Regions from separate parts of the Mus musculus genome. Here regions 1, 2, 3, 4 and 5 are each linked to region 6. The links are chromatin contacts, called in public HiChIP or PLAC-seq maps. All regions are on one chromosome and are shown on one strand. Each heading gives the region's core, a stretch centred on a gene start, on an enhancer-like site or on the middle of the called end of the contact. The rest is flanking DNA. Distances are from core to core; before and after follow the strand shown.

Region 1 (4,712 bases), core at 1,457-3,956, 450 kb after region 6:
AGTAACACCCTTCCTGCAGTCTGAGAGTTCCTCTAGTGAACCTGATGGCCCCACCCCTGTTCTTATGCCCTGGTCACATCTCCTATCTCCAAGATGAGTGAATAATGAAAAACCTGGAGGCTGGGGACAGTAGATGAGCTAACTCCCACTGAACAAGCATGAGGACCTGAGTTCAAGTCCCCAGCACCTATGAAAGGACCATGGATGGCCGAATGCACACTCCCACCCCTGTGCTGATGGGTATAGAGACAGGGAGACCACGGAGGTTTGCTGGCCACCAGCTTAGCTCCAGGTTCCATGAGCAAGCCTGTCTCAAGGGATAGGGTGGAGATCGAGGGAGAAGGACAATTGACACCCTCCTCTGGCCTCTACAGGTATGAAGGGAGGGGCACAGATACCCAGACCTTTGCATATATCATACATGTACACACACACAATAAATTAATTTGTAAAAAGTGGGAGCTGGTGAGATGGCTCAGCAAGGAACAGTCCTTGCCACCCAAACATATTATCCTGTCAGCCCGAGTTAGATTCCCAGATCCCATAGGCCTTAGGTTTCCATTGCTGTGATAAACGGCCTGACCAAAGGAAGCTTGAGGGGTGGGGAGGGTTTATTTCAGCCCACAGGTAGCATCCATCATAAAGAGAAGACAAAGCAGGAGCCGCATGCAGGCGCCCAAGCAGGGGCCATGGAGGGCGGGCGCTGCTTACCAGCTTGCTCCCCATGGCTTGCTCAGCCTGCTTTCTTATACCGCTCAGGAGCAACGCCTAGGGGATGACACTGCCCACAGTAGACTGTTCCCTCCTATGTCAATCAAGAATCAAGAAAGTGCCAGGTGTTGTAATGCCTTTAATCCTAGCACTCAGGAGGCAGAGGCAGGTGAACCTCTGTGAGTTCTGGGCCAGCCAGGATTATATGATGAGACCGTCTCAAAAACTAACAACAACCCAAATAAAAGCCCTACACAACTTTGTGGCTAGAAAGATGGCTCAGGGGGCTGGTGAGATGGCTCAGTGGGTAAGAGCACCCGACTGCTCTTCCGAAGTTCAAATCCCAGCAACCACATGGTGGCTCACAACCATCCTTAACAAGATCTGACTCCTTCTTCTGGAGTGTCTGAAGACAGCTACAATGTACTTACATATAGTAAATAAATAAATCTAAAAAAAAAAAAAAAAAAAAAAAGAAAGATGGCTCAGCAGTTAGGAGCACTGATTGCTCTTCCAGAGGTCCTGAGTTCAAATCCCAGCAACCACATGGTGGCTCACAACCATTTGTAATGGGATCCGATGCCCTCTTCTGGTGTGTCTGAAGGCAGCTACAGTATATATATATATATATATATATATATATATATATATATATATATATATATATATAAATTCTTTTTTATTATTTTATGTATATGAGTACATTGTTGCTATACAGATGGTGTGAGCATCATGTGGTTGCTGGGAATAGAACTCTGGACCTCTGCTCGCTCCGGGCCCCACTCATTCCAGCCCAAAGATTTATTTATTTATTATGTAAGTACACTGTAGCTGTGTACACAGATGGCTCACAACCATCCGTAATAAGATCTGATGCCCTCTTCTGGTGTGTCTGAAGACAGCTACAGTGTGCGTAGATATAATAATAAATAAATCTTTTTTTTTTTAAAAAAGGAGGGAGTTGGGTGGAGGATCACAACACAGGGCTTGAACCAGAATAAACGTTCAGCAAACATGTGCTACTCTTGTTGTATCTTTTGTGTGGTGAGTGACTGACAATGGAGACCCCAGGACTCAACTGGTTTGAGGAAGTCTGGGCTCTACTAGTCTTTGCCAGGAGATTGATGATAAGTCCCTCACTCCTCTGCACTCTAATGTAAAAATGAGTTAGTGATCCTGGTGCAGTGGTGCACACCTTTAATCCCAGCACTTGAGAGTCAAGAGGCCAGGAGATTTCTTCAAGTTCAAAGCTAGCCTGTCTATATAACAAGTTCCAGGCCAGACAAAGCTGTATATTGAGACCCTGTACCAAAAAACAAAACAAGCTAGGCAGTGGCACACACCTTTGATCCCAGTACTCAGAAGGCAGAGGTAGGCAGATCTCTGAGGCCAGCCTGGTCTGCATCAGAGAGAGTTCCAAAAGGACAGCAGGGGCAACAGAGAAACCTTGTCTTGAAAAAAGCAAAAATCAAACAACAAAGGTCTGGCAATGGTGGCGCACACCTTTAATCCCAGCACTCAGGAGGCAGAGGCAGGCGGATTTCTGAGTTCAAGGCCAGCGTGATCTACATAGTGAGCCCAGGACAGCCAGGGCTACACAGAGAAACCGTGTCTCAAAACAAACAAACAAACAGCAAAGGTGAAAACAACAAACTGTGTTGCCGCCAAGTCTCCCTGCCAGGCCTGGTGCAGAGCCTGTGCCAGATACTTCAAAACAAGTGCTGCCATCCATGTGAGGAAGCCTGGTCCTGCCTCTGGCACCAGCTGCCCTGAGAATCCCAGCACTTGGGCGGCCATCCAGGCCGGTGTGCTGGCTACAGATGCCTTCTGCCTTCCATGTAAGCATGGCAAGTTGTCCGTCTGAGGAGAGGGGACCGCCCAAAGCCTGTTGTGAACCAGAAAAGCTTGATTGATTTACCTGTCAGAGCTCCATGCGCTGGGCGAGGCCTGTCCTTGTTTGACCTGACAGGGAGGATCCATGGGAACACAGCAGGCTGAATGCAAGCCAGACAGATGGCCCTGCAAGGAAGAGCGAAGGGCATGGAGCAGGTGCCCAGCCCAGCAGGGCTGCCTCGGCTGTCTTCATACAGCCGGGCAATTATATCTCATTTTTGGTTCTGTTTTCTTTTCATTTTTTCTTGCTTTTATTGTTGTTGTGTTGTGTTGTGTTTTAAGACAGTGTGCTAATCTTAACCTCGCTATACAGCCCAGGCTAGCCTCTAACTTGGAATCCCTCCTGCCTTTGCCTACCAAATACCCAGATTACAGGTGCGCAGCATCTCCATTACAGCTCATCTAGTCAATTATATTTATGTATATATGGATTTTATTATTTTTTTATTTTTGCTCTGCTACGGGGTCAAATCCAGGGCATCAGAATGCTAAGCAAGCACTCTACCGCTGAATTACACCCTAGCCCCAGAGATATATTGTTTGCATGCCTACCATGGGCAGTAGCCAAGACTTGGACCAAGCAGCAAAGACAAAGAAAGAAATGAATAGTGGAATCTTCCATAGCAAGCAAGCACCAAAGAAGAAACAGGGATGAGAGGCAGGGACGGGAACTGGGGATGCTGAGGGAGGATACTTCCCAGGACATCAATGTAAAAAAAGGGTTTCCGAAAAGGCAACATTGTGATACAGATTTTACAATGAATCCACGTTAAGGATTAAGTCATTATTGATGAGGGAGCCCTGCAGATTTACAGCCAGTTTAAAGGAGAGAGAGAAAAAAGAAAAGAAAAAAGGAGGAGGAGGAGAACAAGAAGAAGAGGAGGAAGAGGAAGAGGAAGAGGAGGAAGAGGAGGAGGAGGAAGAGGAAGAGGAGGAGGAGGAGGAGGAGGAAGAGGAAGAAGAAGAAGAAGAAGAAGAAGAAGAAGAAGAAGAAGAAGAAGAAGAAGAAGAAGAAGAAGAAGAAGAAGAAGAAGAAGGTGGTTTTGTTCTAGAATCCAGGATGTTGGGATGAATTTGCTGACAGACTGACAGACTGACAGACTGACAGACAGACAGACTGCCACAAAGGGAGGCAGAAGTTCTGAATGAACATCCCTGTCACACACACCAACCCTTTGACAAGAATCCTTCCCACACCTCAGGGTTCTCCACAGCTTAAAGAACCACACAGTGTTAGACAGACGACTCCATCATTAAGTACACGATATTCGGGGAAAGCCAGCCTAGGTGAAGTGCACCCCTAATCCCTGCACCGGGGAAGCAGAGTCATGTGGTTCCTAGGGGCTCCCTGGCTAGCTCATCTGTCTGGATTGGTGAGCTTTAGGCTCAGTGAGAGAGCCTGTCTAAAAAAAAAAAAAAGTAAGATGGAGCCAGCACGGTGGTCACATCTTCAATCACATAGCTGGGATTCAGAAGCAGGTGGACCTCTGTGAGTTCAAGACCAGCCTGGTCTACATAGTGAGTTCCAGGACAGCTGGGGCTACATAGTGAGACCCTATCTCAAAACACCAGCAATAATAATAACAATAATAATATTAACGTGAAGGTATTGACGAGATGGATCAAAAAAAAGTAATAAGAAATAAGGTGGAGAGGGGGCTGGAGAGATGGTTCAGAGGTTAAGAGCACTAGCTGTGGAAACAGGTCCTGAATTCAATTCCCAGCAACCACATGGTGGCTCATAGCCATCTATAGTGAGATCTGGTGCCCTCTTCTGGCCTGCAGGAGTACATGCAGACAGAATGCTGTATGCATAATAAGTAAATAAGTCTAAAAAAATAATAAGGTGGAGATCAATAAAGAATGACACTTTTGTCTACCTCTAGCCTGTACACACACACACAGACACACGAGCATGCATGCCCCCCCATTTTTGTACATGTGTGCCTCCCTTGACAAGGTGAATACACACAAACATGTAAACACACGTATAACACATAAATAGTAAATACAAATAATAAGATATCACAAACTAGGCTGAGACACAGAGAAAATGTCTGCACTAAGCAAGCCATTTCCATTGGACATGGGCAATAATTGTCAAAATC
Region 2 (4,286 bases), core at 257-2,756, 420 kb after region 6:
CTTGATTGTGCGGAATACCACGCACCTTCCTGAGGCCGTAAACCTGCCAATCACACACACTCAGAAAGGAGATTTCCCTGCTGCCTTTGCCCTTCAGGATTTTCTCGCGCCCCCACCCTCCCCACCGCCGCCCCGGGACTATGAAGGTGGTGCCCCCAAAACCTACAAACTCTGCCCATTTGCACGTAGTTACACTAAGACTATCTGAAAGACCCCATTGGGAGGAAATCAATGGGTTAGTCAAGTCCAAAGATAAACTTGTCGAAGCTTAAGAAGACAGCCAGAGAGTGGGCAAGACAGGGGAGGGAAACCCTACCCCACCTTATGGGGAACTGTTCTTTGATAGGAAAAGGCTGAAGAGAAAAGCTGAAAGGAGGAGGAAGACTTCCTAGGGAGAGAGTTACCGCTGACCTCTTCTGAGGGTTGTACCCCAGAGGCCCCCCCACCCCTAAGCCCCCAACCCTTGTAGCAGCCCCAGGTCAGGCTGGAACAGTGTGTTATGCTGCCCCCTGCTGGCTGCTCTTTACATTGCAGCTCCACTTTTAACTGGAGACCCAGCTTCAGGCTCTGGGGTCCAGTGTCAGCCATTCTCCATCTAGAAGGGCCACGAGGACCGCCGCCCACGACCCCACCACCACCTTTAACCAAGATCTCTCCCAGGCAGGACTCGGATCTACAGAGAAGCATGCACTGGTGTCGTGGGGAACTCTGCGGTGAGTTCCCATGCAGCCCCGCCCTGGCTGGAGGAGTTTATCAAATGTGCTTTCTGCTTCCTGGCATTAGGCTCCCCTGGCACTTTTATTCCAGCCATAAAAAGGCTATTTCATTGAGAAATAAAGTCCCATCTCCCTGACGTGTAACTCCTTTCAGAGCTCTTACTCAACTGCCAGGCAAAATTTATGCTTCCTGGATGCTCTCTCTTGTGATTGCAACTGGAAATTGGGCAGAAAGCTGGAAGGCAGATCTCCTTCCTGGCCAATAGGACCTGGGTTTGTTTCTTTGGTCTAAAGGAATTCTGAAGACTCAAGGTGTGCTGGAAGGATTCCTTGCCTAAGAATATGAAGACCTTGAGTTACTATTTTCCAGCTATCTATGTGACCTTGGATCAGGCTGTGAGCCTCAGTTTCTGCATCCATAAAATGGAAACAATCGTTTCTTTCTTCCTCAAAGGGGTGGTCCTGCTTACAGTGGGCAGATGGTGGTGGCAAGACTTTGAAACAGAATGTAGCCTTTATTTTAGAGGCAAAGGAGTTCTTTGACTTAGGGAGTACCAGTCTCCTCTCTCTCTCTCTCTCTCTCTCTCTCTCTCTCTCTCTCTCTCTCTCTCTCTCTCTCTCTCTCTCTCTCTCTCTCTCTCTCTCCCTAGCAGTTGTTTTCTTGTGTGCAATGGAGCACCTCCTGAATCCACAGGAAGTCTTGTTAGAATGCAAACTATCAGGCCTCACTGACTGAATTTCTTGATCTGTCATCTGGGGTGTGGTCCAATTCATTCGTTAAGATAATGCAGTGGCCCAGCTAGACTTTGGTAACTGAGGGACATTCCAAGTTTAATAATTTGCATATCTAAACTGAGCAGGGTGGGACTTGGCTGTAATCTCTTTAACTGAGAGAAGGAAAACTGGAAGATCAGAAATTCAAGGTCAGCCTTGGCTACACAGAGGGTTCCAGGGCAGCCTGGGCTACATGACACCCTGTCTCAAAACAAAACAAAAACAAAACCACCCTAGTGATTTGTGTTTCTAGTGAATTCCCAGGGAATGTAGGCATTGCTGGCTGGGGACCTCACTCTGAAGGGCACAGTGCTGGGGTGTGGAATGGCTCACCCTGGGTCTCCAAAGAGGAAAAAGGAGGGCTGGGGAGAGGAGATAGGCCTGAGACATAGTTCAGTTGGTAGGGTTCTTGCCTAGCATGCACGATGCCTCCGGTTCCATGTCCAGCCTTATATGAGTGACATATGGCAAGGCCGTTCATGCCTGTAATCCCAGCACTCGGAAGATAGAGGATCGGGAGTTCGGTTACTCCCTAATCTGGAGAATTACTGAGTTGATAATAAGTACAGTTCCAGTTTAAGTGAGATTCAAATACCCAACAGAGACTTGCAGCCGGCGCTAAAAGGGTATGCCGTGACAGGAAGCCATCACGGGAAGCAGAGGACATCTGAGAGTCCAGGGCCACAGGCTTGGTACTCACAGAGGCAAACCCAGGGATTTTCTGGCTGTGTTGACTGCTGCGCAGGACAGACAAGGAAGAAGTACAGTGTATGTATGCTTACTGGCTGAGACTCTGGGGAGGAGAAGATTAGAACCCAAGGGACCCAAATGATGTCTAATCACATTGAATAGCCTAGACTGGCTAAGACCCCACAACCCCAACCCCACAGAACCCCTTTCCACGATGTCACGGCACACAGATGTGTCAGGCATAAACAGATGCCTGCCTGCAAGACCTGGGAGGTCTCGGCAAGAAAATTAGATGTCCCCAAGGCAGGGACGATGTTCACGAGTATGCCTGCCATAGCCCCAGAATTGGTCATGGGTACCATTCTGGCCCTGGCACATCAAGTGTAGGAGGGGCCATAGAGTCAGTGTTGTTACGTCTTAAAAGAGAACAGGAGTCCTGCATGGAACCCCGAGCACTTTTTAATTAAAGAAGACTTCCCACTTTTGAGAGGGTGAGGAGAGTTAGCTGAGGGGAAAGAAATGGCTGCCTATTGTTTATTCTGCCTGAGAAGAGCATCCAGAGCCCAGGCCAAGCCAGGCCTAGCCTCTTCCTGCCCTGGGAATTGCTGGACCATTCATAGCGATCATTTTATTTTATTTCATTTTATTTTATTTTATTTTATTTTATTTTGATACAGACTTGTTTGTTTGTTTGTTTGTTTGTTTTGGTTTTTCGAGACAGGGTTTCTCTGTATAACCCTGGCTGTCCTGGAACTCACTTTGTAGACCAGACTGGCCTCGAACTCAGAAAAAAATCCGCCTGCCTCTGCCTCCCGAGTGCTGGGATTGAAAGGCGTGTGTCACCATGCCCGGCTTGATATAGTCTTATTTACCTATGTCAAGCTGGTCTTGAATGTGCCATGTAGCTCAAAATGAGCTTGAACTTCCACCTCTGGTGTGCTGGAATTCCAGATGTGTACCACCGCTGTGCTGGGGATCAAAGCCCTGAGCCTCACGCTAGGCGAGTTCTCTGCCTGCTGAGCTCTATCTATCATCACTTGGGGCCTGATGACTTCATTAACTCCATGCCCTTTGTCTGGTGTCCAAGGATGCAGGTTGGTACAATACACTCAGGACTTGGGAACGAGCTCAAGGTTCACAGAACTTCTGGGTTATGTGTTTATGCCCTGGTCTGTGATGTCCCAAAGCTAGGTGGCCTTGAAGAAGTGGAGACGAGGAGAGGTGAGTGGCAGAGAAAGTGAAGATACAAGTGACTCCCCGAGGCAGCATTGTACCAAGGTGGAGACGAAAGACGGAAGGCATAGCCCCTCTCCTACCAGCCACATCTCATGCATCCACAGGAACTGCAGGGAACTGAGTGATGCAGAAGAGACCTGGAGAGACACTTTCCTTTTAGGAGAGCAGGCAAGTCCTGAACCAGTCAGCCCCTGTTCTCCAGGTTCTTGGTGCCTATGCTTGCCCCTCTGACCAACCATTTAGCCATGGCCCCCTTTGTAAAGTATCCATATACGACCACTTGTCGCCTAAAGGCATACATTATAAGATGCTCCCTGAGGTCAGAGGGAAACTCAGTCTCCTTCAAGGCGTTCAAACCCTACAGGGTTTCCACAACATCCTGCTTAAATGCTGTCTCCAGTGACCTTCTGTCTCCCTGGCACCTTTGTAATTTATGTCCCTTGGCCTAGATGACCTCACCTAGATATTTCTTTCCTTTTCCCAGTGGGAGGGATTGTTTGACCTTATTTTTGAGACAGGGTTTCATTTTGCAGCTCCCAATGGCCTCTAGCGCCTTCTGCGTCAGTATCCGGAGCGCTGGGCTCACAGGCCTGTGACACCATACCTTACGCCTGACTCCTGGGCTCTTTCTGAGTTTGCCTTTGACCTTCTTTCGCCTTGGTGCCTTCTGACATTCTCACTCAAAGCAACCCTTGACCCAGATGCTTGCTTGGTTCTCTTCAGAGCACTGGGAAACATCTGGAATTGTCTCGTGTGATTATTACATCTCCACTGCTAGAACACACACACACATGCACACGCACACATGCGCGCTCAAACGCACACACTCACAAGAATAAAGGACTTGCCTGGCGTGGTGGCACACGCCTT
Region 3 (4,850 bases), core at 1,273-3,772, 330 kb after region 6:
CAGCCACATGTTTGAGGCCAGCCTGGCCCATATACAGCTCTGTCTCAACGGGGAGAGATAAATGGCTAAAAGGTGTCTGCTGCACAAACCTAACAACCTGAGTTCGAATCCCTGAGATTTTTGCAGAATCTGGACACTATGGTGCATGTCTGTAACTCCAGCAATCCTTCAGTGAGGCTAGAGACAGGGGTTGACGAATTCCCCCAAAAGCTAGCAGGCCAGTGAGCCTGGGGCACCCAGCTGCGCTGGTTAGTTTTTATGTAACCATAGAGTCACCTTGGAAGAGGGAAGCTCAATTGAGGAACTTCCCAGATCAGATGGGCCTGTGGCCACTGCTGTGAAAGAGTATCTTGACTTATGACTGATGGGGAAGGGCCAAGCCCACTGTGGGTGGCACCATCCCCAGGCAGGTGGGTCTGGGTTGTGTAAGAAAGCTAACTGGGTACAAGCCAGATAACCGGCCAGGACACAGCACTTCCTGGACTCTGCTTCAGTTCCTGCGTGAGCTCGCTGACTTCTCTCGGTGATGGACTGTGACCTGGAAGTACAAGCTGAAGCAAGCCCTCTCCAGAGCTCTTTATCACAGCAACAGTGATAAAGCAAACGCCAGTGCAGCAGAGAGACCCTGCCTGCCTCAAAAGCAAAGGTGGACTGGGCAGTGGTGGCACACACCTTTAATACCAGTACTCAGGAGCCAGAGGCAGGTGGATTTCTGAGTTCGAGGCCAGCCTGGTCTACAGAGTGAGTTCCAGGACAGCCAGGGCTACAAATAGAAACCCTGTCTTAAAAAAAAAAAAAAAAAGCAAAGCAAAGGTGGAAAGCTGGCAGAGACGTTCTGCCTAACCACTTAGTTCAGTTCCCAGAACTCATATGGGTGAGAGGACTCCCAAAAGTTGTTCTGTGACCTAAAAAGATGTCACAGCATGCACATACTTGAACACACACACACACACTAAAAATTTAAAAGCCATAAAGGACCCAAGGTTATCACTGCATCATTCATTCATTCAACTCATTCATTCATTCTTTCACATGCCTTTGCTGAGCACCCACTATGCTGAGTACTGTCTTCTGTTATCCTCCAGGGGTCCCTAAGTCCCAGTGACCCCCGAGAGATGGAAGCTGGGTCAGGGAAAGAGGGGGCGCTCCACCTAGTATCGTGCATCTCCACTCCCTCTGATCAGTCATGCTTCCTAATTCAATAAGGTGAGAAGGAGTATAATTTGATCATATTTGTTTTGCACCACTGCAAAAACAGAAAATGAAGGGCTGCACAGCCGCGCCGATTTACTTCATCCGACCTTGATTAAAAGAAAATTAATTGTCGCATCTCTCAGGATATCACAGGCAGCAGCCAATGGCTCTCCAGGACACCACAAAGAGAGAGAAAGAGCGGCGCTTCGTGCCCTTTTCTCTAGCCATTTGCAGTCAGGCACAGGGGAGCTAGGACTGGGGGGCGAGGCTTATTGCAGGTTGTTGAGACCGGAACCGGACCCCTGAACTCATCCTTTCCTCTCTCACTAGCTCTGGACTGCATCCACTCCCACCTGCTGCCCGGCGCTGGTACTCCACCCCCAGAGCCCTCCACGGAAGCTCCCCCAAACCCTTAGAGCTCCCTCTTCCCTAAGACTGGCAGGTGTCCCACAAAGAAACCCCAAGAAGACACTCTCAAAGAATCAGGACCCCTCCAGCTGCGTCCTCACTCTTTCAGCCCAGCCTGGCTCCTGAGAGAAATAGGGAAGGAGGGGGCTTGGCGCTGCCCGGGGTGAGCCGGGGCGGGGTGTCACTGGGGAGAGAGCTCATGAAAAGTTAATGCCCCCTTGCAGGTTGTTGATTTTTGTTTGTTTTTCTCTTTTTGCCAGAAGAGAAGCCTCTTTCATTAGCCCAGACTGTCATTACCCGGCATTAAATTTTCATAGAGCGGGGCGGGAGGCCGGGCAAGGGGAGGCAGGCAGGGGGGCAGCCAGGGCTCTGGGCGGGCCTGTGGGGCTGAGCCCAGCTCCCCGAGGTCCCTGCCTGCATACTGCAAGTCTGAATTGTAGTAACTGCTTTTCCCCATCGCTCAGTGTGGCTTTTGATCTTCCAGCTGCTCATTTTGGTGGCTTCTTCTCTTATTCCCATTTTACAGTCAAGAAATTGAGGGTGCACCCCCTCCCTCTATCGGGGCTGAAATCGTAAGTGGAAGAGGGGACAAAGCGTCCCCCTTCATTCTGGCAAACGGAGATACAAACTGTGATTGGGGTACTTAACCCCCCCCCCCCACACACACACACCGTGAGAGCACGAGGGACCTGGAACTCCTTAGCCCAACTCCAGGAGGCTGGTAGGCAGTTCTGCTCAGCCAGGCTAGGATCGCCATGCTTGTGGGCCCTGCGACCCGCCAGGCAGGTGTCAAGACCATCACAATGGTGCACCTGGTGTGGGCACCAGGCCTGCCCATTCAGCAGGGAACAATCACGGCTAGGCTGCCTCTGGCACAGAGGCCTCCAGGGGCTGTGAACCGAGGGCAGTGAGCAGATGGGCCTCCGGGTGTCAGGTTTCCAGTCTAGGGTAGGGAGCAGGATCTCTAGAGGGGCAGAGGGGAACAGCCAGGCTTCTCCCAGGCCCGCGGCCCCTCCCCTCCCTGCCTCTGGTCCCAGAGTAGGTGGGCATACTGACTGCCTACCACCTCCTAGAGAGGGACACAGAACCTAGCTGGGACTGAGGTTGCCAGGGGGAGATGCCTGTGTGCTTCTCAGCTGGGGGATCATACAAAGGCTGGACTCTATAGCCATCCGGGTTCCAACTACTCCCGAGAACTCTCTGTTTGTCCCCTCCCACGCCCCCCCCCCCCGCCGCTGTAGTCAAAGGGGGCTACAGCTTGAGAAAAGTGGGCAGTCTCAGAAGAGACCAAGCATGCCAGGCAGAGGGGCCAACAGGTAGGTGGTAAAGAGTCCTGCCTTGTGGGTGCTGCTGTTGGGACTAGAATGAGGTGGTACACTCAGCATAGGGTGTTCACACTGCCCACATGTCATTCGAGTGGGTTTCCAGTAGCCTCTGGGAATACCACTTTACAGTGAGAAGTTCTGCCTTGTGACAGTTCTGCCCTCCTGTCCTGGGAACCTTCTGGGTGCCTTCTAGGGGGCTGTTGGGTGTCTATTTCCTTCACCCTGACAGTAGTTTATCCTTCATCAGAAAGTAGGGCAGAGACACTGGAGAAGGAACATGTCCCCTCACCAGCTATGCTCTGCCCAGCTGAGTCCTACTAACTCTGACCTTGACCTCAAAGCACCAGGGATCTGTGGGGTTGGAAATGGGAGACCTGAGAATGGATGGGAGAGAGTCCTAGCCGCTTGTGTTACAGAGAGGAAACTGAGGCCCGGAGAAGGTTATATCATCCCTGACCCGAGTGTTTGCAGCCATGCAGTGGGAATGGGGCCCAAATGAGCGTAGAGAGCCAATCACTGCCCTGTCAAGGACAGAGGTGGTGATGAAGTCCTTGTGTCCACACTCCCAGACCAAGGCCTAAGAACACAGTCACAGAGATTATGTTGGAAGTCTGTGTGGGAACTTCCTAATGTCCAGCACACCCCGCAACACACCCCACTCCACCCCCTGCCGATGGAAAGCAGTTCTCAGGAGTGTGTGAGGGAGCCCATGGTATCTTGTTTAGAGGAAAAGAACGTGAGGCTTGCTGGAAAGGGTGGCTGTTCACTTCCACGCCACTGCTGTAACTGCATATTGGGGGCGATGAGATATCACGTAGCCTGGGACCTGTGGGTCCTGCACGATATCTGGGTTCAAGCGCAGGCTTTGTCTCTTCCTAGAGCACCACCCCAGGCATTTGAATTATTGCCCATGCCTGAGTTCAGTCATCTATAAATAGGAAGAGTAATGACCAAAGGCCTGACTTCATGGAGTTGGTAGGAAGACTTGGCAAGACTGTCCTAAAGGCCTCTCCACCTGGCATGGGAGAGGGGCCCAAGGTCGTCGTTCTCGTCGTTGTCGTGTGGGCAAATACAATTAATAGTGTTTGGTGACCCTCACGGGAACATGTCATCTGCAGGAAGAGTCATGGGAAACGGCTGGGGAGGCAAAGAGTTTATACAAGTAGTGTAGAGGAGGTAAGATTTGAACTCAAGCCCACCTCATTGCTGAGGGTTTTGAAGCCTCTACGACACACTGGAGAGTAAACAGTGATAGAATAACCAGGCAGCTCCCAGACCCCTCCAGGGTCCAACAGGCTCTGAGAACCTCCCCACGGGTGGGCTGGGAGCCTAACGATGTCCAGCTCACTCTGCTGTGGGTATGGCCGTGGATGATGGGTAAGGGAATTCCTGCTCCCAGCCTGACTAGGTCCCCTCCCTTCCTTCCCCAGCACAGCGTGGCACTGTGGTATGCTCATTCTAGGAACAAAGGCAACCCGGGCACATCCCCACTTCCTGGCGGTGTTGATTATCTAATTCACTACCCCTCAATTACTGCTTCCTGAGGGAGGCATTATCCCAAAGCACCTCCCGCCCAGCCCAGAGGCTGGCACGGCTGCTTGTGGTGCGCCACCCCCACCCCCCCCCAATCAGGAAAACCCACAGCAAACTAGCCCAGAGTCTGACCGCCAGTCCCCCTGGGCAGCCTTCTGAAAGAGGACTGGATGATACACAAGTGCACAGTCAGGGATAAGTGTGCACAGGCATGTCTCCTGTGAGGATGTACAGAGTAACAATTGTAAGGTCACTTGTGTATATGAACGAATGTACAAATTTGAGGGTACAGATGTATATGTGCGTGTAAGAATGAGTGTGCGCCGTGCTGAAGCGTGTACAACGAGTGTTCAAGTATATGAGTAGGTCAGGAATGCAAATGATTGTGTC
Region 4 (4,944 bases), core at 2,052-4,551, 360 kb before region 6:
TAGGTTCAGAGCCTCGCCTTTGTCTAGAAGTTTATAGTTGAGTTCCTAGTGTTAAGCACAGGGTATGGAGGCAAATACCGTCCTTCTTTCCTCTCCTCTCCTTTGCAGTGATAGTTTCTGATCCTGCCTAGAGGGAAACTCTTGGAACTGACCAGGAGGAAGGTGATTCCGGAGCCTATGATTCAGTCAAAGCTCCGTCCCCTTCAGCAGCAGTCCAGTCCAGTCTTGAATAGGTGGCCTTTACTCAAGCTGGCCCGAAGCCAGGGCAACTGGCACAAAGGCTAAGAGTATTATTAGTTACTTCTGTGCCTTTCATTTTTAGGCCAGGCTTTAGAACAATATGATCCTTAAGGTTAGGAAGTAGCTACTGTTCTTTTTTTTTTTTTTTTTTTTTTTGGTTTTGAACCTTTAATGAGAAAAAAAAATATACTATGGAGCTCAAGTACACGGTGGTCGGTGAGTCACTGGGGGGAGTTTGGGGGTCACACATGACACGTCTATTTAACAGACCGTACAACAGAAACACACAGTCAACAAAATACCAAAGTGGCGGCTAGCAAGGTTACGTCTCAGTCTCCTCATCATTCAACAGCATATTGGGGATCCCGCGGCTGATGGGGAAAAGACGACCAGATTCTGGGCATTGCAGGGTGCCCTCCAGTACATCAACCTCAAGCAACACGTGGTGCATCTTCCTCAAAAATGTCTCGTCGTGCTCATAGCCTTCAGTCGGCTCTTTGGGTACCTCGGCCAAGTTTAAGGTGTCCGCTGCCTGCACAAGCGCCGCCCACTCCACTTTGGGGATCATCCGCGCCACGAACTCCGGGTTGAACTCCACGGGGTTGATGCGGACCTCAGTGGCCTGCAGGCGCAGCGGGAAGCCACGCGTGCCCACGCCCCGCACATGGGAGCTTAGGAGATTGTGGGTGAGCAGTTTCATGTTGTCACAGCGGAGCGCGTGAGGCCGGAACCGGAAGGCGTAGCTACTGTTCTTTATGCGTCCTGTTCCAGACTCCAGAAATTTGGGCAGAGTTCACAGTTATGGATCCCTCAAAGGTCAAGGAATGTCTATGCCATTTGGTGTAAGAGATTCAAACGCTCTTTCTGAGCAAGTTGATCCCACCTTGGCTTCTCAATACAAAGGGCATTTCTCCCTTGGAAAAGGTCACATTCAGTCAGTCAGTCAGTCAGTCAGTCAGTCAGTCAAGCATTTATTGAGCATTTGCTGGGCAGAGTGCAAGACCCGGGGACACTGTCATGGTAAATGACGTGAACCCACAGTCATGCCTTTCAGTCAACAAACAGGGAAATGGACGAGGCATGGACTAGGAGAGGGAGAGGGAGATGGAGACAGAGAGGGAGAAGACATAAAACATATGCAAATTATAAACAGGTTTTTGGGGTTTTTTTGTTTTTTGTTTTTTTGTTTGTTTGATTGATTTGGTTTTATTTGGTTTTTCAAAACAGGATTTCTCTGTGCAGTTCTGGTCATCCCGGAACTCATTCTGTAGATCAGGCTGGCCTTGAACTCAGAAATCTGCCTGCTTCTTCCTCCTGAGTGCTAGGATCAAAGATATGTGCCACAACAGCCAACCTGAAAAAAAAAAGTTAACAAAGTTGTGAGTTTTTGTCAGTGCTAGCTGTGTCACCATGGGTGTCCATGATGCCTGTTAACTGATGTGGAAGGACCCTGTACCGTTGGCAGAGTTTAGGTCTTGGAGTGTGTGACAGGAGACATGAGTGGGCCCAGCACAGGCAGGCATTTCTGCTTTTGACTGTGGATGTCTGATAGCTTCACGTGCCTGTGACCCTGGCTTCCCTGCAAGGCTGGACCATAACTTGGAATGGTGAGTTAAAACAATCCCTTCCCCGATAAGTGGCTTTTGTATGAGTATTTCATCACAGCAACAGGTAACAAAACTAAGACCCACCCGCTTGCTTTTACGGTGCAGACACAGAGCCCAGGGCCTCAGTGCAAGCTCTCTGTCACTGAGCTGCGTCTCCAGCCTGGTTTCCAGTTTCCTTCTTTTGAATTTTGAAAGGTTTAGGACTCTGGTGGAAGTGATGTCACCTAACTTCTGAGATCGCTTTGTAGGACACAGGGCAGCACCTTTGTGGTTCTCTTGGGACTCTTAGAGAACTCAACCTCCATGCTATCTGGGATCCCTAACAGTCCATAAAGAGCCTATAGCTTACCAGACCCAGCCCTCAGCTCTTTTTTTTTTTTTTTTTTAAGATTTATTTCTTTATTTCATGTGTGTGAGTACACTGTAGCTGTCTTCAGACACACCAGAAGAGGGTGTCAGATCCCATTACAGATGGTTGTGAGCCACCATGTGGTTGCTGGAAATTGAACTCAGGACCTCTGGAAGAGCAGTCAGTACTCTTAACCACTGAGCCATCTCTCCAACCCCTGGCCCTCAATTTTCAAGTGTGGACAGATTTCCAGCTAACACACAGTCAAGTCTGACCAGCTGGTCTAACCTGAGCAGGGTAAAAGAAATGAGTTCCTGGGCTAAAGAGATGGCTCAGCGGTTAAGAGCACTGACTGCTCTTCCAAAGGTCCTGAGTTCAAACCCCAGCAACCACATGGTGGCTCACAACCATCTGAATCAAGACCTGATTCCCTCTTCTGGTGTTTGAAGGCAGCTACAGTGTACTTACATATAATAAATAAAATAAATCTTAAAAAAAAAAAAAAAGAGCTGGGCGTGGTGGCACATGCCTTTAATCCCAGCACTCGGGTGGCAGAGGCAGGTGGATTTCTGAGTTTGAGGCCAGCCTGGTCTACAAAGTGAGCTCCAGGACAGCCAGGGCTATACAGAGAAACCCTGTCTTGAAACCCCCCCCCAAATAAATGAGTTCCTATTTATTAGGATGGCTAGGTGCTGCATATACATTGATGTATGTGTGGGCATGCGTGTGTAAATCAGAGAACAGCTGGTTTTAAACATTTATGTTGACCCAGTCAGTATTTGATGCTGGGAGCTGAAAGCCATTCGTTTAGTTATTAACATCTAAGAATAAGGGATGACCTGGGTCACACCCTGGGCTCAGAGGTGTTTAAAGTTAAACTAAAGGAGGGAGTCACAAGGGAAACAGAGGTTGCCAAGGTAGGGTGGGGCAGGAGAAGGGATGGAGCCAGGAGTACGTGGGAAAGGAAGGAAGGAGGGATAGCCAGGGCTCCACACCCCCAGCTTCCCTGTCCCCTCCTGCAGTCCCCTTGGGCTCCATCCTGGCTCCGCCCTCGCCCCATTGACAATATAGGGCACCACTGCCTGTGACTCTTGGGCTTTGGCTGCGGACAGACACCAAACCATGCCAGCAGACCTCAGCGGTACCTGGAATCTTCTCAGCAGCGACAACTTCGAGGGCTACATGCTGGCCCTGGGTAGGACTTAGGGTTGTGCAGCTAGGGGGAGCTAAGGTTGGGGAGCAAGGCCTCGGGCCTCCGGGATTGAGTGAAGACAGTTTGTCCTGTGTGTTCCAGGTCCTTCTGTCCCCTGTGGGTTATGTTCTCGCTGGTCAGCTCCTGTCCTTGTCCCAGAGTCTCTGCTGCTCTGTCTTTCTTCTGACCCCCTTGTCTCGTCTGTCACTCATCCCATCTGTCGGTACCTCTCTGCGTTCCTCGAATCTCAGGTGCTTATGTACCCCTGCCTATCCAAATCTGCGTGGATATGTGGGATACGGTTGGGAGCGGCTGGGGCTCCTAGGGGCAGGGCGGGTCCTGGCACTGGAAACCAGGCAAACAGCAGCTGCAGTCTGCGTGAGAATTCAATTTCCCCGCCAGAGCTGAGCCCGCTTGGCTAATGGCCAGTGTTCGGAGTTCAAGGCTACTCCTGCAGATGAACCGGCAGAGTCAGCCTGAGCTGCCCATGTGTGTGGCGAGAGAGCAGTGCCCCACACCCTGAACCCTGTGGCCTCCAGTGCATGGGTCCACGAGAGAGGGTCTGATCACTGACCCTGCTTCCTAAAAGACTCTCGGTATGGCGCTGACCGGGCAACTTGCTCTGGCTCTATGGATTTGACAGATTTGGGCAACTATTCCTGCATGCAGAGCATCCTTGCCAGGGCTTGTATTGGGATTTATTTGTTCGGGTTTTTTTGTTTGTCTGTTTTGAGATAAGGTCTCACGTTGTAGGTCAAGCTGGCCTGGACCTCACTTTGTAGACCAGGCTGGTCTCAGACTTCAGGAAATCCTCCTTTCTCAGTTTCCCAAGTATAGAGATTAGAGACCTAAGCTACCATATCTTGCTGTACTGGGTACTTGAAAAACTTCCTTCAAGTACATAGAACAGACTTCAAAACCCCAGTAAGTAAAAGCAATTAAAAAAAAAATCATCCTTCTTTAGCGGCTAGAGAGGTGGCTTAGTCATGCACATGGCAGCGCACAACCATCTGAATGCCCTGTTTACAGGGAATGCGATGCCCTCTTCTGGCCTCTCTGGGCACTGCATACATGTGGTGCACAGATATGCCTGCAGGTAAAATTTATACAAGTTCTCGTGAGTCAAGTATGGTGGTGCACACCTATGATCCAATATTTGGAAGTGGAGGGAAGAAGATCAGAAGTGTAATGTCACCTTTGCCTGTATAAGTTCAAAGACAGCATGTGTTATGTAAAATCCTGCTTTAAAACCAGCTGCTCTCTGAGTTACACACGCATGCCCACGCATACATCAATGTAAATGATTAAAATAAAAAATATATATAATAAGAACAATAACTTTGCAGGTATTGACTTTGCAACTCGTAAGATTGCCAAGTTGCTGAAGCCACAGAAAGTGATTGAGCAAAATGGGGACTCCTTCACCATCCAGACGTGCAGCAGCCTCAGGAACTACCTTGTAAAATTCAAAGTTGGAGAAGAGTTTGAGGAGGATAACAAAGGCCTGGATAACAGAAAATGCACGGTAAGGGCTTAGGCAGCAGCTAAGGGCTAGG
Region 5 (4,923 bases), core at 2,303-4,802, 380 kb after region 6:
ATCTACATGGTGAGGTCAAAGCCAGCCTGAGACATTTGGCATCGTGTCTAAATAAAGAGGATACACAGTGAGATGCTATTCACAAGAGGGGAGAAGAGGAGAATGGGTCCAGGGGTTCCAGTTCTCAGATTCTCGTGTCTAGAAAGACTCATTGAAAGAGACATATCAGGGCTTGGTGGGAGAAAGAGAGGGGGGAGGGGAGAGAGAACTGAGAGCCCACAACACAGTGTTCAGTGCAGAGAAGCCAGTCCGAGCATTACATGTGGTTATGGTATCACCTATAAAAGAAGGTAATACAGATATGTGGAAGGTGAGCCAAGCATTTGAACTGACATGTCTCCGAACAAACGCACAAATATTCTCTAAACCCAGGGGAAGCATAGCCCATGAGGAAACACAGAGGAAACTGGAAGCACTGTGATACTAGGGAGACTGGAATAGAAAAATGCCCATAGTGAGCACAGTTGCTGGTGAGGATATGGAGAAACGGAGACCCGTCTACACTTTTTGTAGGAAGCGCCATAGTCCGGCCATGTTGGAAAACTCCCTAGCAATTGTTTAAAATGTTAGGTATGCAGTGATCATGGGCCCCATATTCTAGGGGTAGACTCAGGAGGGAGAAACAGATAGTAAGAGGCTAGCCAGGTGTGGTGGGATACGCCTTCAATCCCAGCACTCGGGAGGCAGAGGCAGGCAGATCTCTGAGTTCCAGGACAGCCAGGGCTACACAGAGAAACCCTGTGTGGACAAACCTAAGTAAGTAAAAGATTGCTAAGATGATGGCTCAGTAGGTACAGGCGCTTGCTGTCAAGACTGACGCCTGTATTCCATCCCCAGAAACTACATGGTGGAAGGAAAGAACTGGCTCCTGCAAACTGTCCTCTGACCTCTGAATGGACACTGTAGCATACACACACACACACACACACACACACACACACACACACACACACACACACACACACACTAGCGTGCACACGGGAAGCTCACGCATCAGTGCGTTATTCATAAGAGACGAGGGATAGACACAAGGAACACCCCAAATCCCCACAGCTGAGGAATGGCTGAGGAAATGAGGAATAGCCACACAATGAACCACGATTCAAACTGTGAAAAATTCAATCCTGGAGCCAAGAAACGGCTCAGAGGTGAGTGTGCTTGCACACACAAATGAACACCTGAGTTCAAGTGCCTAGCACACCATGTGAAAAGCCAACTGGACCCCCATGTCACCTCTAACCCCAGCCTTCTGGGGAGCAGAGACAGTGGATCACTGTTGCTTGCTGGTCACCTGTGTGTACATTTATTTCATTTAGAGACTTTGTTTCAAGAGATTAAGAGGAAGGCTGGCGGGGCAGGAAGGAAGGAAGGCATTTTCCCCTGCCTCCTCGCCCATGAGAGCAGCCGTATGCACCAATGCACACAGGCTCCATACACCACACGCACATGCATACCCAGGAAAAAGAAAAGAGTGGAATATTGGCAGAAGCTATAATAACCATGAACCTTGAGCTGCAAGAGACCACACAGCATATGATCCCGCGTTCATCTCCAGTACAGATAATGCCATAGCGATGGAAATAGTATGGTTGCCAGGGTCTGGGGACACCAAAGAGAACGAGTGTTTGCTTGAGGTTACAGAGTTTCCAGCAAGGGTAGAGCAAAGCGCTAAAGCTGGTTGGTGACACTTGCAGGGCTCTGAAGATAATGGAAATCCTGGGACAGAAAGCCCTCCAAAGGTAAAGTATGCTGGGTACATTGCTGTGTAAACTGTAAATTGTCACGGGGGTTTTTTATTTAAAAAAGAGAAAATTAAGAGATGCCGTGGTGCTACAAACCGTTAAGACCAAGACTCGGGATGCTGAGACAGGAGGGAGGATGGAGGGTTCCGGGTCAGCCTGAATGATGCTGTGTCAAACAAAAGAAGACAAAAAACTTAACTAGTAACTTGATGCATTGAGAGAGGTGGCCTATGTCTGTAAATCCAGAACTCGGGAGGCAAGAGAAGCAGCAAGGGTTCAGAGCAAGACTCTACTAGGCGGCAAGTTCGAGGCCAGCCTGGGCTACCTGAGACCCTGCTGCAACAACCACAATTTTAAAAGATGGAGAGGATGCTGGGGATACAGCGTGCACCTAGCACACAGGGGGCCCTGGGTTCAACCCTCCCCCCCAATAATACTTTTAAGGTAATTAAGGTGCTGGCATTTCTTCTTCTGTCATTACTGGTCCCCAAAGCGAGTTTCAGTGACAACCCGTCCCCCAGTGAGCAATCTGGGATGAACAAAGAATTCAACATTTAAATGAAACAGGATCCAGCTTCTTGATATTTTTTTTCCCTTTGCCCCAGGCTCCAATATGGCTCTGCTCAACCATTACTGATCTCAGCTTCATTTAAAATTTTGATTTATTTTTGATCACTGAGGATTTTTTTTGCATTAATTTTTCCCTTAATTTTTTTAACTTATGTAGTTATCACATGTACATGTGCGTGTGGTGTGTGTGCCTGAACGAAGGCCTGTGGGCCTGTGTGCGAGTGCACGCGCGGGCCTGTGTGGCCCTGTAAGGTCAGAGGTGCCTGGTATCTTCTGTCAGGTTCCACCTTTTTAAAAAATTAATCTTTAAATTTTTTACTTATTATCACAGCATGGAGGGCGTGGGGTAAATGGGAACAGGTGCCATGGTGCATGTGTGGCAGTGAGCTCTCTCCTTCGGGTGACCCATGGGTTCCATGGATCTACCTCAGGTCCCCAGATTTCCTCCGTGAGTGACTTCACCCAGTGTCTCCATGCTGATCCCACACTCCAATTTATTGGAGTCTCTTGGTGAGCCTGGGGCTCCCCTGGTCTGATGGTCTAGCCTGCTCTGAGGATCATCCGTGCCCACCTGGACTAGCAGGGTGCCAGTACACCTGCCAGCTTTTATGTAGGCTCGAACTCTTTGTTGCAAAGCAAGCGCTTGAGCCTTTGAGCTATCGTCCACCAAGCCTTTTCATTTTAACCTGAAGCATGATTTCCCTTATCCCTCAAGCTCACTTTGTAGCCTCTGAGGACTGACCTTGAATTTAGGACCCTCCTGCCTCTACTCCAGAGCGAGTGCTGGGATTACAGGTGTGCACACCACATCTAATTTATGTGCCATAGAGCTGTGTCTTTGAGCCACATTCCCGGGCCTTAATTTTTACTTGTCTTGATTTCTCTTATGCAGGGGCCACCGTCACCCCTGATGTTTTGCATTGGAGTGTTTCATTCATCCCCCTCCCCGGGTCCCTGCCTTGGGGAAAGAATGAGCACGCTCTGGCCCTAAGCCCCTATCCACTCACCCGGGATTCCCAGGCTCCTAGGAAGCCAGAGGGCGGAGGCAGGTCCGGGGTATCCGAGAGGGAGGAAGGGAGCTTGGAGAGAGGGGTGTGGGCAGGGAGGGGACGGGGCAGCCCGCCGCCTGATGCGTATCGATTTGCGCTCGGGGTCGGCGCGGGGGCACCACTGCTGGCGGGCGGGGCGACCGCACATTAGCGCGGCGGGGGACCGCTCCCCGGAACGGCTGCGGGCACATTAGACTTCCCGGCCTGGGACGGGCGACCCCCGCGGGCGGGGCGAGCTGGCTCCTGCAAGGCGGGCGCTGTGCTGCGGGGACCCACCCAATGAATGGGCCGTGTACAGCTTCACCTCTGGCTCTCCTGCCTCTAGGCCTCTGAGTCTTCCGTCAGGACTGCTTCATTGAGCCAGGCCAGGTCTGGAAACACAGCACACACACACTACCTTCACCACCACCAGGGCTGTCCATTTCTTTTGCTTTTGTGAGACAGAGCAGGCACCCTGAAGCCCAGCCCAGTCTGGCCTGGAACTTGCAGCAGTCTTCCTGCCTCAGCCTCCTGAGTGCTGGGATGGCAAGCTTAATTACCACATCCATCTCTGGTTCCCCCCCCCCTCCTCCCGCCCTCCAGTCAAGGCTTCTCTAATCCCTGGCACTTCTCTGACCTCTGACCTTGGGGTTGCATTTCCACACCCCTTGAACAACTCTTTTAACAGTATTTTTTGCATTCTTGAGAACTAAAGTGAGCCAGCCCTTTGGGAAATCACTCCTGACCCACACATCCCCAGTGTTGGCATGCATACCCTGGCTGATCCAGAAGCCAAGTCAACAAGGCCCATCCACCATCCTTTGGACAGGGAACTCTTGGGCACCTGGGTAGCCAGGCAGTGGGGCAACATCAAGGTTGAATTCTAGTTCTGCTTCTTAAAAGCTGTGTGGCCTTTGGGCAAGTGAATGAACCTCTCTGTAGGTCTGGGGATGTAGCTCAGTGGTTCAGCATCTGCCCAGCAGAACGGGAACCATAATTCCTGCCCCGGCAGAAAATCCTGGGGACTACGGCAAAGAGTCTTGCTGCAAAAGGCCTGAACTCCCCACGGTGGGTGGGGCACACAGCAAGCAGGACATCCTTTGGGGCTACTGTGGTGGTACTGTCGCAGTCTCGTGGGAGGGGGGATTGGGGAGGGGCGGATTGGCAGTGTGGTTTCTGCCATCTCTGGCTAGCCCCTCCCTCTAGGCTCCACCCCACTTACCTCCCAAATAGCAGAATGCGTCACTTCCGGAATCAGAAAGCTTCCTGTGTCCTGCCTCTTTTCCTCCGGCAGGTTCCTTTCTCCTTTATCCACTTCCGCTCCAGCACCCACCTGCTGCTCCTTGACAAATGTCTGGGGAAAGCTCAGCGGGTTGCCTCCTGGTCTCTCTTCTCCAAGCCTCCCTTCATCTTTGTCTACATTCAGGGCAGCCATGACAGCCAGCCAGGGCAGCCATGACAGCCAGCCGTGGCACCCAGGACCCAGGTCTCAGGCCATCGGAAGTCACTGTCTTCCCTTCTTTCCTCCCGTCCTTGAAACAGGGTCTCACTGTGTAGCCCAGGCTAGCCTCAGCCTCCTGGAT
Region 6 (4,308 bases), core at 328-2,827:
TCCCAGAACTCTGGAGGCAGAAGCAGGGGATCTTGAATTTGAGCCAGCTTGGACTACACAGTGAGACTCTGTCTCAAAAACCTAAAGCAACACATCTAACAATTCAGCTACCATAATGATGGTTCACAGACTGCTCCTCTCTCCTCAAATGTCCCCAGTTCTCAAAGTCTGGGTGTTCCAGTCTTCTGCCTGTATAAATTTTTTTTTTTAATTTAAAAAACAAACCAACCAACCAACGGGAACCTTACATAGTCTAGATTGGCCTTGAACTCAGCATATAGCCCATGTGCTGTGGTCACAGTTGTGCACCACTGTACCACGTAGTCATTGTGCTGGAGCCCAGGTTTTATGCATGTGTTACCAACTAAGCTATATCCCCATCTTGAGATGTCAGTTCTAATACAGAGGAGAGGCAGCCTGAGAAAGCACTATTGTGCACATGGATTTCTTATTTATTTATTTGTGGTTGCTGGGATTTGAACTCAGGACCTCTGGAAGAGCAGTCAGTGCTCTTAACCACTGAACCATCTCTCCAGCCCCAACACATGGGTTTCTTAAGACAGAGCTGCAGAACGCATGGTGGCGATCGCCTTTAATCCCAGCACTTGGGAGGCAGAGGCAGGCAAATTTTCGAGGCTAGCCTGGTCTACAGAGTGAGTTCCAGGACAGCCAAGGCTACGACAGAGTTTTGAAAAACCAAAAAAAAAAAAAAAAAAAAAAAAAGAAAAAGAGAGAGAGAGAGCGAGCTGCAGAGTGTTGTTGGAGTTTATGAACGCTTCTGAGAAACAGTAGGTACTTAACGAATACTAGTGTACCGAATGGCTACACTATTTTTTTTTTTTGGCTTTTTTTTTTTTTTTTTTTTTTTTTTCCGAGACAGGGTTTCTCTGTTGTAGCCTTGTCTGTCCTGGAACTCTCTCTATAGACCAGGCTGGCCTCGAACTCAGAAATCCGCCTGCTTCTGCCTCCCAAGTGCTGGGATTAAAGGCGTGCATCACCAGTGCCCGGTCGAATGGCTAAATTTTAACTTACATTTTCATGTGTTTATTAAATAAGTAGTCCCTAAATGTGCCCACGATGTTATGAGAATAGGGAGAGATTTACTTCAAGAATAAAAATGTGTGGCGCACGCCTGTTATCTCAGCACCTCGAGGTGGAGGCAGGAGGATCAGAAGTTCATCTAGGGCTACATAGAAAGTTTGAGGCTACTTTGAATTACGTGAGGCCTTGTCTAGAAAACAAAAACAAACAAGTCTAAACATACAAACATGTAAATTTATTTTAAAAAGAGGGTGAACCTGGTGGGTGATGTGGGGAGAGTAGGGGGAGAAAATTAGGAGTAGATGTGCCTAAACCACAGCGTTTATACATCAACAATGTAAAACAACAACAACAAGAGATATTCTATTTTTTTAAAAAGAATTTGAACTATGGATTTTCCTGTAAACTGCAAGATAACCGGGACACCAGTCTCACTCAATCCTTTTTGCCGGGAACCCGCCCCCATCGACATGCTCGGGACCTTCTACTTTGGTCTAGTCGGGAGAACTAGTGCAAGCGCTCTTGGGAGAAACTTGGGCCAGCGGCGGTCGACTAGTCAGGCCTGAGGAAGATGGCGTCGTCGGAGCAGGCAGAGCAGCCGAACCAGGTGAGGGGAGTGGGACTGCCCCGTCGCGACTGTCAGGGGTCGCGGCTGGGGCGCCGCTGGGCGCGCGGCAGGCAGTGGGGCGGCGACCCTGACGCCTTGAAGCGGAGGACCCCCGATTTAGTGTTTTCTCTGGGCCCCGCCCCTCTCCGGTCCTCCCGGCCCGGCTCCTCCCCCGGTGACCCCGCTCTCACCACAGTCCCGGGTCGGGGTCTCGACCGGGTCTCAGGCCCTGGCTTCCCGCTCGGCGACCCCTCGGAGCCCTCTGGGCTTGGTCAGGAAGGGTGGCGGGCTCCGGTTAGGTCCTCAGCACACAGCTGCAGGGCCCTGCTGGAGGAGAGAGAGGTGGGGAAGGCTCGTTGGTACCCGGCTGTCCCCTGTCGGGAGGGGCCTGGCGACTCCCGCTCCCACGGCCTCAGCCCCCAAAGTGCCAGCATCTGGGGCTTCATTCACCATGGGGCTTTCTTTCCTTTTCAAGTTGGGGCGCCGCTCTGAGGACTCCTTCCCTCCCAGTGCGTTAGTAGAAAGGGGACGTACTTTAAATAACAGACGCCACTGAGCTTTAGCTGAGGATCCAACCCTCGCTTGGCTGGGTTTGGTTGTCTTAGCCAAGGACTCCCCTCCGAGTTCTTCACCTGCAGATTTAACCAAATCCCGCTTCGCTTGTGGGACAGTGAGGGCCACTGTTGATGCTTGGGCTGCCTGGAAGTCGTGCTGATATGGCCTCGGAAGGGGTTTCTAAGCCAAAGGCGGAGTGGGATGTGGAGAGGGTTTTACCACCAGTGTGCTGGCAGGCAGAGGGCAAGTTATGTTTACTTTTGATTTTTTGTTTATTTTTGTGTACATGTGCGCAGCATGGTGCTGGTGGGAGGCAGAGGACAACTTTGCCGGAAACGGTTCCCCCCTCCGTCCGCCATGTGGATCTCAGATGGAACTCAGGTCCTCAGGCTTAGCAGCAACGCCTTTTGCCTGCTCAGCCTTCTCTTTGGCCCCAGGGCAGTGCTGCTTATCTTAAGTCTCTCTTCTCTTAGTAAAGTGCAGAAGTGGGTAGCAAGGTTTTGTAGCGAGCCCTAAATCACGTGCACCGCCGGGCCTTGATTTCAGCTCCCGAAGAAGTGTCTCTGCTCTCTGGCTATCTTATGTTTCAATGTGATTAGGATAGACCTAGGAGGAGCAATATTTTTAGCCTGGGAAGCTCATCATTCATTTGTCAACATCTTGAAGCACCTTAAAGAGTTTTAAACCACTTACAGATATTTCCCTTCCTTCCTAGGCAGAGGACTACTACTTAGAGTCTTACTGCCTTTCTACTTGTGATAAGTCGATTAGGGGGAATCACACTTAAAGGCGCTGGACACTCAGATCAGCCTCTGTTAGTGGTGTGAGTGATTCAGGAGGAATGTGTGTGCTGTAAGGCATGGGAAACAATTAGGACCAACTCTGGACTCTGCAGTGTCTGAAAGAGGGACCTTCCTTTCTTGTGGTATCCCACCTCGCATGCTAAACTGCAGCGAGCCTCAGGGTCTGAATTTTTTTCAAACCTCTGTAGGGATTGAACTGTGTCCACAGTTTCTGGAGGTCCAAGGTCTTTCAGGGTTTGGCCACCTTTGTGTGGGTTGAGCCTGTTTCTCCTTTGCCCTCCTTTCCAGAGCTGACAGATGACATTGCGTCAGAATGTGCTGGAAGCCTGAGGAAAAAGTTGTCCTGTCCTGTCACTATCTAACAATACACTGCAAATACACACTTAAAAAATATGTTATGAATGGGGCTGGAGAGATGGCTCAGTGGCTAAGAGTATTGGCACTGGCTGCTCTCCCAGAGGTCCTGAGTTCAGTTCCCGTGAGCCACATGGTGGCTCACAGCCATCTGTAATGGGATCCGATGAACTCTTCTGGTGTGTGTCTGAAAACAGTGACACTGTACTCATATAAATAAAAATAAATAAATCTATCTACCTACCTATATATGTGTATGTATAATATCTCCCTGTGTAGCCCTGCCTCAGCCTCCTGGATGCTGAGATTACAGACATGCAACTCAGGTCCACTGAGTTCTAGGTTTTTTTTTTGTTTTGTTTTGTTTTGGTTTTTCAAGACAGGGTTTCTCTGTATAGCCCTGGCTGTCCTGGAACTCACTCTGTAGACCAGGCTGGCCTCGAACTCAGAAATGCCAGCCTCTGCCTCCCAAGTGCTGGGGTTAAAGGTTTGCGCCACCACTCTTGGCTGAAGAGGGCTTCTTGACACACACACACACACACACACACACACACACACACACACACACACACATCCCTGTGGAATCAGAGTTACAGACTTGGTGAAACCCATGCAGAGGCTGGGAAGCAAGCCTGAGGCCTTGGAAGAGGAACCGGTGCTCTTAAGTGCTCTTTGTGTGTGAGGCAGCCTCTCTCTCGGAACCCGGAGTTCATGGATTTGGCTAGACTGGCCGGCCAGTGAGGCCCAGCAGGCCTCCTATCTTTGCCTCTCCAGTGCTGGGATTACAGGCATGTGTCTCTGCTCGAGTTTTATGTCGGTTCTAGGGGTTGAAGTCGGGTCCTCATGTTTATGCAGGACTTACCTCCTGATCCATCTCTCCAGTCACCATAAATCTACTTACAATGTTTTTCTTTCTTTCTTTCTTTCTTTCTTTCTCTCTTTCTTTCT

What was found. HiChIP or PLAC-seq counts read pairs in DNA pulled down with a chosen protein or histone mark.
Region 1: an H3K27ac HiChIP or PLAC-seq map of embryonic stem cells shows a contact between it and region 6, with 6 read pairs. The contact joins the enhancer-like site here to the promoter of Pex14 in region 6. A contact is called at or near these places in 20 of 39 promoter capture datasets (the 3T3-L1 cell line, 3T3-L1-derived adipocytes, the C10 cell line and 13 more), 20 of 115 datasets of contacts at active chromatin or transcription factors (the SCID.adh cell line, SST interneurons, T-cell acute lymphoblastic leukemia and 13 more) and 3 of 9 other capture datasets (adipose tissue, embryonic stem cells and liver).
Region 2: an H3K4me3 HiChIP or PLAC-seq map of embryonic stem cells shows a contact between it and region 6, with 5 times the contacts expected there. The contact joins the enhancer-like site here to the promoter of Pex14 in region 6. A contact is called at or near these places in 20 of 39 promoter capture datasets (the 3T3-L1 cell line, the C10 cell line, the HPC-7 cell line and 11 more), 1 of 484 Hi-C or Micro-C datasets (uterus), 21 of 115 datasets of contacts at active chromatin or transcription factors (SST interneurons, astrocytes, bone marrow-derived macrophages and 12 more) and 4 of 9 other capture datasets (adipose tissue, embryonic stem cells, liver and 1 more).
Region 3: an H3K4me3 HiChIP or PLAC-seq map of craniofacial prominence shows a contact between it and region 6, with 3 times the contacts expected there. The contact joins the enhancer-like site here to the promoter of Pex14 in region 6. A contact is called at or near these places in 6 of 39 promoter capture datasets (the 3T3-L1 cell line, cranial neural crest, embryonic stem cells and 2 more), 13 of 115 datasets of contacts at active chromatin or transcription factors (the NIH/3T3 cell line, astrocytes, bone marrow-derived macrophages and 8 more) and 3 of 9 other capture datasets (adipose tissue, liver and macrophages).
Region 4: a contact with region 6 is called in an H3K4me3 HiChIP or PLAC-seq map of craniofacial prominence, with 4 times the contacts expected there. The contact joins the promoter of Rbp7 here to the promoter of Pex14 in region 6. A contact is called at or near these places in 4 of 39 promoter capture datasets (the C10 cell line, hematopoietic stem and progenitor cells, hippocampal neurons and 1 more), 2 of 115 datasets of contacts at active chromatin or transcription factors (craniofacial prominence and embryonic stem cells) and 1 of 9 other capture datasets (liver).
Region 5: a contact with region 6 is called in an H3K4me3 HiChIP or PLAC-seq map of embryonic stem cells, with 18 read pairs. The contact joins the enhancer-like site here to the promoter of Pex14 in region 6. A contact is called at or near these places in 18 of 39 promoter capture datasets (the 3T3-L1 cell line, the C10 cell line, the HPC-7 cell line and 13 more), 3 of 484 Hi-C or Micro-C datasets (bone marrow-derived macrophages and embryonic stem cells), 24 of 115 datasets of contacts at active chromatin or transcription factors (the 230-238 cell line, the SCID.adh cell line, acute myeloid leukemia and 15 more) and 4 of 9 other capture datasets (adipose tissue, embryonic stem cells, liver and 1 more).

Annotation. Positions count from the first base shown.
Region 1 is chr4:148,649,160-148,653,871 of GRCm38.p6, reverse strand. Gm572 (predicted gene 572) reads right to left here. Exons shown (of 12, transcript NM_001368835.1): 2 at 2,630-2,730. Among named protein-coding and RNA genes, the nearest start is that of Gm572, 8.2 kb to the right of the region's middle. Within about 2 kb of position 2,706, at least 25 of the 459 cell types and tissues checked have an H3K27ac peak or open chromatin away from gene starts, as enhancers often do. A contact at or near this core is called in embryonic stem cells, where this site is marked.
Region 2 is chr4:148,677,956-148,682,241 of GRCm38.p6, reverse strand. No RefSeq gene overlaps it. Among named protein-coding and RNA genes, the nearest start is that of Gm572, 37 kb to the right of the region's middle. Within about 2 kb of position 1,506, at least 35 of the 459 cell types and tissues checked have an H3K27ac peak or open chromatin away from gene starts, as enhancers often do. A contact at or near this core is called in embryonic stem cells, where this site is marked.
Region 3 is chr4:148,768,418-148,773,267 of GRCm38.p6, reverse strand. No RefSeq gene overlaps it. Among named protein-coding and RNA genes, the nearest start is that of Gm42350, 14 kb to the left of the region's middle. Within about 2 kb of position 2,522, at least 33 of the 459 cell types and tissues checked have an H3K27ac peak or open chromatin away from gene starts, as enhancers often do. A contact at or near this core is called in craniofacial prominence, where this site is marked.
Region 4 is chr4:149,453,325-149,458,268 of GRCm38.p6, reverse strand. Rbp7 (retinol binding protein 7, cellular) reads left to right here and starts at 3,301. Exons shown (of 4, transcript NM_022020.2): 1 at 3,301-3,391; 2 at 4,735-4,913. The coding sequence starts at 3,319. It also overlaps the pseudogene Trmt112-ps2.
Region 5 is chr4:148,723,085-148,728,007 of GRCm38.p6, reverse strand. No RefSeq gene overlaps it. Among named protein-coding and RNA genes, the nearest start is that of Gm32897, 22 kb to the left of the region's middle. Within about 2 kb of position 3,552, at least 33 of the 459 cell types and tissues checked have an H3K27ac peak or open chromatin away from gene starts, as enhancers often do. A contact at or near this core is called in craniofacial prominence, embryonic stem cells and trophoblast stem cells, where this site is marked.
Region 6 is chr4:149,097,112-149,101,419 of GRCm38.p6, reverse strand. Pex14 (peroxisomal biogenesis factor 14) reads left to right here and starts at 1,577. Exons shown (of 9, transcript NM_019781.3): 1 at 1,577-1,648. The coding sequence starts at 1,613. Gm46722 (a long non-coding RNA gene) reads right to left here and starts at 3,433. Exons shown (of 3, transcript XR_003955172.1): 1 at 2,281-3,433; 2 at 1,840-1,975; 3 at 1,642-1,743.